3 separate regions of the Mus musculus genome follow, and regions 1 and 2 are each linked to region 3. Evidence: chromatin contacts called from public Hi-C and HiChIP or PLAC-seq data. All regions are on one chromosome and are shown on one strand. The core of a region is the stretch at or near the end of the contact, and the rest is flanking DNA. Distances in the headings are between cores, read along the strand shown. Region 1 overlaps Magi2 (membrane associated guanylate kinase, WW and PDZ domain containing 2). Region 2 overlaps Magi2 (membrane associated guanylate kinase, WW and PDZ domain containing 2). Region 3 overlaps Magi2 (membrane associated guanylate kinase, WW and PDZ domain containing 2).

What was found. Hi-C and Micro-C count contacts between places; a contact is called where the count stands out from the background. HiChIP or PLAC-seq counts read pairs in DNA pulled down with a chosen protein or histone mark.
Region 1: an H3K4me3 HiChIP or PLAC-seq map of bone marrow-derived macrophages shows a contact between it and region 3, with 3 times the contacts expected there. The contact joins two enhancer-like sites. A contact is called at or near these places in 1 of 15 datasets of contacts at CTCF or cohesin (the NIH/3T3 cell line), 2 of 484 Hi-C or Micro-C datasets (B cells and bone marrow-derived macrophages), 7 of 115 datasets of contacts at active chromatin or transcription factors (bone marrow-derived dendritic cells, bone marrow-derived macrophages, embryonic stem cells and 2 more) and 1 of 9 other capture datasets (embryonic stem cells).
Region 2: a Hi-C map of cortical neurons shows a contact between it and region 3, with 3 times the contacts expected there. The contact joins two enhancer-like sites. A contact is called at or near these places in 5 of 39 promoter capture datasets (embryonic stem cells, hippocampal neurons, liver and 2 more), 3 of 484 Hi-C or Micro-C datasets (cerebellum, cortical neurons and forebrain), 7 of 115 datasets of contacts at active chromatin or transcription factors (T-cell acute lymphoblastic leukemia, bone marrow-derived macrophages and embryonic stem cells) and 1 of 9 other capture datasets (embryonic stem cells).

What each region holds. Positions count from the first base shown.
Region 1 is chr5:20,495,687-20,498,386 of GRCm38.p6, reverse strand. The region is part of intron 10 of Magi2 (membrane associated guanylate kinase, WW and PDZ domain containing 2); the gene reads right to left. Among named protein-coding and RNA genes, the nearest start is that of Gm52764, 46 kb to the left of the region's middle. Within about 2 kb of position 1,301, at least 19 of the 459 cell types and tissues checked have an H3K27ac peak or open chromatin away from gene starts, as enhancers often do.
Region 2 is chr5:20,567,283-20,569,982 of GRCm38.p6, reverse strand. Magi2 (membrane associated guanylate kinase, WW and PDZ domain containing 2) reads right to left here. Exons shown (of 23, transcript NM_001170746.1): 16 at 629-877. Among named protein-coding and RNA genes, the nearest start is that of Gm52764, 26 kb to the right of the region's middle. Within about 2 kb of position 1,317, at least 32 of the 459 cell types and tissues checked have an H3K27ac peak or open chromatin away from gene starts, as enhancers often do. A contact at or near this core is called in cortical neurons and hippocampal neurons, where this site is marked.
Region 3 is chr5:20,700,978-20,703,677 of GRCm38.p6, reverse strand. It overlaps Magi2 (membrane associated guanylate kinase, WW and PDZ domain containing 2), which reads right to left. Exons shown (of 23, transcript NM_001170746.1): 23 at 1-1,608. The coding sequence ends at 1,552. Among named protein-coding and RNA genes, the nearest start is that of Gm52763, 21 kb to the right of the region's middle. Within about 2 kb of position 1,302, at least 415 of the 459 cell types and tissues checked have an H3K27ac peak or open chromatin away from gene starts, as enhancers often do. A contact at or near this core is called in cortical neurons and hippocampal neurons, where this site is marked.

The DNA of each region.
Region 1 (2,700 bases), core at 52-2,551, 210 kb after region 3:
TGAAATCCTTTATTTTATAAGCAGCCCTTCAATTTGGTCCTGCTCGATGCTCTAGCCTATTGTTTACAAAACCCTGATCCCCCCATCTTAGCTTCCTCTTATTTCACACACAGTTCTTAAGACATCCAGGATGTTTGAAGACTGTCTAAGCTTTGCTATATAGTCTCTCTATCCTTTCTGCCTAGCGTCAAGCTAATTCTTCTCACATCTTCCTTCAAGAACCACCCGCTCTGTGAAATGGATTTATTCTATCTTTTCTGGTAGAATTAGTCGGTCGGTCTTTCGTGTGTCTCTGTGGTACCCTGGCTGCACCCTACCACGATATCTGGTATACCCTGAGTACGTGGTCTTGCTTGATGGCAAATTTCTCAAAGGCAAGATGCATGTCTGATTTATCTTTGCATACCTAGTGCCTGCCAAACTAACAGGTACATGCTTTTAGCATGTGATGGATGATTGCTAGATAACTAAATACCAGGGTTATTTGTTAAGCTGAGAAAAGTATTCTCTGGTTTTCTGTTTCATGTGATTTTAAAATAGTTGTTTTCATTGTTATTATTATATATGTTACTATTATGTCCTTTAATTATCATTAAAGGGAACATCTTAGTTGAAAATGAGAAAATCCATTTATATTTTTGTTTAAAAGGTATGTTGGATTTGCGCAACTTGTGAGGTACGAATGAACAGATCCGGGGTAGACTCTGGCAAGCACATGCTTCACTCCTCTCATCTTTACAGAGGTGCATGTTAAGCAATTTAATGATGCACTGTAAGGCCACTTTGCTAACCCTTGGAAAATGAGGACATGATCCTTGCCCAGTGCCCCGGTGTCCTGCTATATTAGGAAGCAACCTTTGCTGAGCCCTGACTCTGTTCCAGGCATTGTTTGCACTGTTTTGGGAGGTTGCTGCTTTCAGCTGTATAATCTGAATCTCTTGCTTGATATTCCCATCTCTCCAGGACGCTACCTCTGCCCTGGGCACCTGTATTTCTTCCTTGGAATACCATGACACATGGCACAGCTTTTCTGTGACCATGTGTTTCATTAATTGCATCATAGTTTTTGACCTTGATCTTTCGACTTCATTGCATTTTAAATTCCCAAGACAGGTTCAACATGGCTCCCCCTTTGCTAGTCTGTCTGACCTCTCCACTGCTTTGTCACCAGAAGGAAGCTCCCACATAACCGGCCTCCAGCCTCCCTCCACCTGTTTTTCATTTGCTCACTTGTTTATGAGGTTCAGCCATGCCACAGATGTCTCATCTGCACCATGCACGACTGATCTGAGGGCTCATCAGCTCAGGCTAGGGGAGCCCCTCAGATTAGCCCAGCCTGTGAGATCGCAGAACTCTTCCGAGTAGTACAGGAAATGCATCGTTTAGATGAAAAGATCGTTAGATGCTGTGGGAGTTTCAGAGCAGCAGAAGCCTAACCAAGAGGTGTAATAAGCCAGCGCTTAGTTTTAAAGAGAACATTAAAGCAATGGCCAATTTTCTAATTATAAGGTTTTGAAAATTCATGATGTTCATATTATTAATATCCTACATTTCAGAAGTTGTAGATAATAGAATATGATTATGGATGTCAGATATGAATTTAATTAAAAATAATAAAAAAGCCCCTAAGCATAGCTTTTCAAAAAACCCTGAACTTCAGAAGAGGGCAGAGAGTTGCATTAGGCTCTCTATGTTGCATATGAGTTGCATATGAATGCACTATATCTTTTTACACCATTACATTTGCCTAAAATATGCCCCAGGCCTGGGTATTTCAGTCCAATACAATGTGTGTTATATGGGACAGAAAGATAGCTGGTGTTGGATTCTTTTTCTTTTCAGCAGCTGCTTTAACTCCTGTACACAACAATCAGGTTTCCAAGCTTGCCAGCTTCAGTAGCTTCATGGAAGGAAAAGAACACGGAAAACTCCAAATAAGTCCTATTTTCCGAGTTCTTACTTGACTGCACACTTCACACGCCATGTAAGCGTCAATCCTGTAAGCCAGGTTCTCCAACCACTTCACAAATGAACTCATTTAAAGATGGAGAGAGATGAAAAGTGACTTTCTCCCTGTCACAGTGACATGCTGAGTGGCTGAGCTATAATTTTAAACCCAGTTTTCAATCCAACATTCTTTTTTTTTTTTTCAACATAAACACTGTATTTATTGGCTCCCTTGCTTTTCCCCTGTTCCATCCCGTCCTCGATTTGTGAAAGACTAGCTTTAATTTGGCTACATGGTAATAATTCTATGACTTAGGAAACTAAAGGGTTCAATCCAACATTCTTAACTAGCATCTTAGTTTTACTTCTGGTTGCTTTGATAAAATACACAAGTAATTTAGGATAGGAAAAATTTATTTTAGCCCGGAGTTTCACCATAGTAGGGAAGTCACAGCACTGGGTGCATGAGAGAACTGGTCACATTACATTCTTTGACAGAAGAAGAAAGTAAGAGACGCATAAGTGCTTACACTCTGACTGCGTTCTCCCTTTTTTTTTTTTTTTTCTGTTGTGAATATGTGATATTTATTCTTTTTTTTTTCCCATTTTTTATTAGGTATTTCGCTCATTTACATTTGCAATGCTATACCAAAAGTCCCCCATAGCCACCCACCCCCTCTCCCCTACCCACCCACTCCCCTTTTATGGCCCTGGCGTTCCCCTGTACTGGGGCATATAAAGTTTGCGTGTCCA
Region 2 (2,700 bases), core at 68-2,567, 130 kb after region 3:
CTGAGAAGGCAACATGGCTGCACTCTCATACGGGGTGTGCATACCGAGCTTGCACATGGAGCCTGCACCTCCTGGCTTCCATCTACTCGAAGGGGCTGTCCACACCATTCTCTCCGGCCGACTGCAGCACAACCACCCTGGCCGCCTGCATCCTTCTTGATCCGGACCTCCTCCTCCTCTGAAGGCTTCTGCATGAACACTCTCCTGCTAGTTCCTTTCTACCTCTGGTTTATCCTCCGGAACAGCTCTCATAAGGGACATTCCCGCACCGACCCATGAAGATGGTACACACCTCCTCCCACAGCTGTATGGCCACACACCACTCTCTTTTATTTTACTCTACCTACAAATGAACTAATAGCTTTGATAGCGCTGAGTGTTTGCAGCACATGGTCTTGCATTGTTCTTGAACCTAAGTCATGATATTTGGCTAGTCGGTGTTAAGAGCGGTTTATGTTTCTTTTGCTCATAGCCTGAGATTTCTAGGCCATTCAGTATATTCATAGCTATTCTGGTCTATACTCTTCTGGTATCTCTATCATTAGAATATATATATATATATATATATATATATATATATATATATATATATCCCTCTTATCTGAACACAGACAAGCCAGTCACTTACTTATGGTGGCTCCAGACTCAGGCCTGTTCAGAGAGCTGATGATGACGAAGCCAAACCCTTCGTTTTCTTTGCGGTGAATGACCACATCACTGGTCTGCAAGCTGTGTGAGGCAAAGCCTTCAGGAGGTGAGGCATTGCTGCTGGGGGCGGCGTGGTTGCTGTTGGAGTAGGTGGCATAGTCACTGCGCGGAGAGCTGTGGTGAGTTGATACAGAGCCTGGACTCCTCCCATTCTCTGGGCAGGGCTCCCCTGAAATGCACATGAAAATGCACAGAAACTCAGTGATTTAGGAAAGGCCTTACTGAATGCTTCCCAAGGAGCAGGCATCTAGCTCCTTGATCTTCCCTCTAGGTACAGAGAGCATTTGAAGGGCTACAGATCTATGGAATCCACTAGGTCTTCATCCATTGTTAGTCTTTCCCAAAGCACAGGGAATCCCTGACTCCAACCCCCTGCATTAGCCTCCTCTGAATTTGGTACTTGCTTTTGTTTTTCTCTTATTATGGCTTCAAGTCCCAGAGACAACGACAACTTTCATATATCAGCCTCTTGGTTGCATAGTAACAGACTGAAGATGATAGGAAACCAAGCAGACAGATTCTTAAATCATCCCAGGCATATGACTCACTGGAAGTATTTATAAAGGAGCTGGGGAGATAGCTCAGTGGATGAGGGACTTGCTGTGCAGCCAAGAGGATCTAAGTTGAATCCCTAGAACCCATATAACCGCACATCTTCTCTAGGATCGGTACTGCGCACCTATGAGTCAGCGGGAGACAGACGGAGACTCCCCCGGAAGTTCTCCAGCCAGCTGGAGTGCACAAGAGTAAACAACAAAGAGAGACAAGCCCTGCCTCAAACAATGTGGAGGAGAGGACAAACCAGAGGCTGTCCTCTGCTCCTTACAAGTGTGTTCCAGAGTATGCATGCTCTTGCATCACACATAGACATTTATGTACACACACACACACACACACACACACACACACGTTAAAAAGAACAAACATAGAAAGGGCCCACCAATGGAAGTTTTTGTTTACTTCACCTCTAGTTGGTCTGGGAAAGATTTGCGTAGGAATCTAGATAACACAGGATCTAAAGATCTTTGGGAGACGCTGCTATTCTGCCAGTGCAGACAACCACCTTAGGGGATGACTGAATTTTTTTTTTAAAAGAGCTACAGTTTTGTCTTATGGTATTTTGCCAGTCTAGAAGTATTAATTCACTCCATATAGGTGAGGAATAGACTTTTTTTTTTAAGTGGCCCATTTCTTATTTTAGGTGATAGCCACATCTTACTCAATAAGGTAGTTTGAAAGAATAAACAAATCAACTGAGATTTTCACTGAAATTGGTTTGTACGGTCTGAATCAAATCCAATAATATCAGGCTGACAAACTGTGAGTGCTAAATCTCAATAGAGGTGTTGGAAGTTTTGCTCATTTGCATCCCATGTTACAAAATACACTTTATTAATTGGATGTTAATTGGATAAACCTAATCAATGCTCCCAAAATGAAGCAGGCATAATGGTGTGGCAATATGAGAGCAAGCTGGGAGCTAAGAGAAACTAGTTTGCTGTTTTACCTGCAGGTATGCACGTGCACTATGGGCACTCTCAGTGTCAATGGAGGTCAGAGGAGGGTATCAAACCCCTGGAACTGGAGTAACATTTGGTTGTGAGCTGCCATGTGAATGCTGGAAATTGAACCCATGTCCTCTGGAAGAGCAGCCAGTGCTCTTATCTGCTGAGCCGTCTCTCTAGCCCTGAGAAGCACCTGGTTTTGGTTTTAAATGACTGTTGGTCTACCATTCAGGAAGGATTTGTCATTTTAATTTAATTGCAAGGTGCCTCAGAGAGTGGAGTCACAGGAGCAGATTTGATTCTTAGAGAACTGTCGTGGGGGACAGCGCTGTTTCATTTCCTTCCTAACGTTCATCAGGGCATCAAAAAGATGTTTGTACAACAGAAGAAGAGAAAATTATGACAGTTCCCCATTTCTCGTGGGCCTGTAGATACTGACTCTTACTTAAGAGTACTGGGAACCATCTTGTGTCAAGTCATGAATGCT
Region 3 (2,700 bases), core at 53-2,552:
ATGCTTTCAATATTAGAGATTCTAATTTGAGAAATATAGGACAAATACTTTGTCAAAGTGCAAATGAAGAGCTTTAAAATAAGACAATCAAATAGGTAAAATAGAAGATTGCTAACAGAGCAGCTACGTATCTCTGAGTGCCTGGGATGACAGGAAGCCTTTTCAGGAAGGAACTGCAGCGTTGTCAATCTCGATTAAACAGATTATGGTCTTTTGATTATCAAACTCATTATTTTAGAGGCAACCAATTAGGATCTACGAGCTAACCTGCAAAATTCTGACTTACGGCAAACTGCTCCCTAGGATACAATTTTTAAAACCTTTTTTCCCTACTACTGAAAATGTACAGAAATGTGACTTGACCACAGAAATGGCAGTAAAAAAGGCATCACACCAATGAATTCACTAGGTTTCTAACTCATCCTGCAGTAGGCAGGGGACGCTGCTGCTAATACCGTTGGTGGATGCTGAAGGGGGAGCCATGGAAACGTAGCATGGGAGAACAGTTCTGGATGTTTCAAAGAAACCCTTTATCCCCTGTCTAGATATGTCAAGAACGATTTATTTACAACACTTTAGATCAATTAAAAGATATAATCTTGTCTCAGTTTCCGCTTGCTCCGTGCAGTTTGATTTTTTTTTAAGGCGATATTCCAGTTTGTGATTGCTCTGAACTTGTCCAGTTTCTTGATATAAAGTTTGGATGACATCCAAATCCTTCATGCAGTGGGGGGAACTTTTTTCTTTTTCTCTTTTTGAATCTAAAGCTACACTGCACTGTCTCTCTGTGATGTTTGCGTGATTTTGGTTCTTCCGTAGCTGCCAAAGCTCCCACCATGGAACCGGGGGCTTTAGGATCAGTTTAGGTCTGCCTGCGCGCACACCGTGCCGTGCCGCCTACGCGCGTCGCACGCCGGCGCTCCCGGGCTTCGGCGCCTCGTATAGATCTATGCGTGTGACAGTGGAAATAAATTAAAACGCCGTGAGACGGAACCCAGGAAGATCGGCCTGCGTGGAGGCGGGCGGGGGCCCCTCGCCTTGGGGCTCATCTGCCCGCGGCCGAGGCGCCAGGCTGCAGGGCGCCCGGCAGCTTGTCGGAGCCCGGCACCTTCCAGGGCCCCGGCGCCATCGTCGCCTTGCGCGCTGGGCCGCCCCCCGTGGGCCGCGCTGCGGGTCGGGCCCCCGAGCGCACACCCACCTTGGCCTCGGCCTCCCGCGCGCCCGCGGCCCCGAGGCCCTCACGCCGGCCGCGCAGCGCCTCCTTCCCGTCGGCCGCCTCCGAGGCGGGCCTGCCGGCCTCGGGCCGCCCCTGGCCGCCGGGCACCTCCTCCAGCCTGGGCCGCGCACTGCGCTGCGGGCTCGCCGAGCGCTCCCTCTGCTCCCCCAGGCGCTGCTTCTTCTGGCCGCCGGCCGAAAGCTCCTTTGGTTTCCTAACGTCGTGTTCCCTTTGGATATCCCAAGTTGGGTCTGGGCCTATCTGGTGGGAAGGGTCGGAGGGTGGGGCTGGATGTGATGGAGAGAATGGAGAGAGGATGTCTTCGAGGGAGACGCCTACTTCCGGCAGGCCTGGGGCGGCGGCAGCGGCAGCACTCCAGGCGTGGGGTTCGTCTGTGGACAGGAAGCACAGGCGTTAGGGCGCGCCGCGTCCCCGCGCTCCAGCTAACTCCCCCACCCCCATGCCGGGGACCCGGGCTGGCAGCCAGGCGGCTGCTCTCAAGGGCCCCGCCACATCCCTCAACTGCCCAGAGGGCAGCCAGCCGCACCCCGGGGTTCCGTCCCCCACCCGTCCCGGGCAGCCATCGCTCAAGAGTTCAAGGCACAGCTCGGGCCTAATCCCTTTGCCTCAGTCTGCTCTTAATTTCTGGGGTCACGCCTAGCATGGCCACTGACTTGGCAATAAATCACCGGTTCTCAGACCTCACTGTGGAAATACAAGTTGCCCAGCGACCCAGCCCAGCAGGTCCCAGCAGTATAGAGACCAGGTGCTCCTCTGTTTTTAGCAGGCCTTCTGCGATTCTTGGGATGGATCTGAGTCCTCCTCAAAGGAGTTGGGTGTGTGATTTTCTCAGCCGTTAGGTGTCGCTCAAAGCATAGTTCTCAGCAATTGCCTAATAACCTTGGGATTTGGATTGATTCATCTGAAAACTATCATTGCTTTCTTGCCCGAAAAGAAAATCATTGTCTTTGATTTTTTTTTTTTTTTTTTTTTGTAGTTTTAACATGGATGGCTCCTAGACTAAGATAAACGGGACTGATTCTAGAAAGCCTAGCTTTAAGGCCATTGAGGATTTACTCTGTTGCCTTCCAAGCAACTATGTTGACTTTCCAAAAAAGTATATATAACATAAAACAAAACACTGGCCGGAAACCAAGTAGGGGGCAGATGTGTTGGATTCAGTGAGTTAGTTATGACCACCAGCAATAACATTTCCCTGGAATTTTCTTACCCCAAGGCAAAATCAAGCAGGGAAATTCAATACAGGAACCCTTGATATTTGTGAGGAAAATGTCTCATGACCTTTGAAAAGATCTTAAGTTTTATAATTCTCAGAATGTTATTTTCTCTAAGGAATTAGTATATGAGTGGGACACAAAGAAGCCACATTTATATTGAGTTCTGGGTGGCTGTTGATTCTTTTCCACTAGTAGGTGGTAAGGTTAGTGATCTTGAGTCCGCCCAGCTCATGAATACCAGGAGCC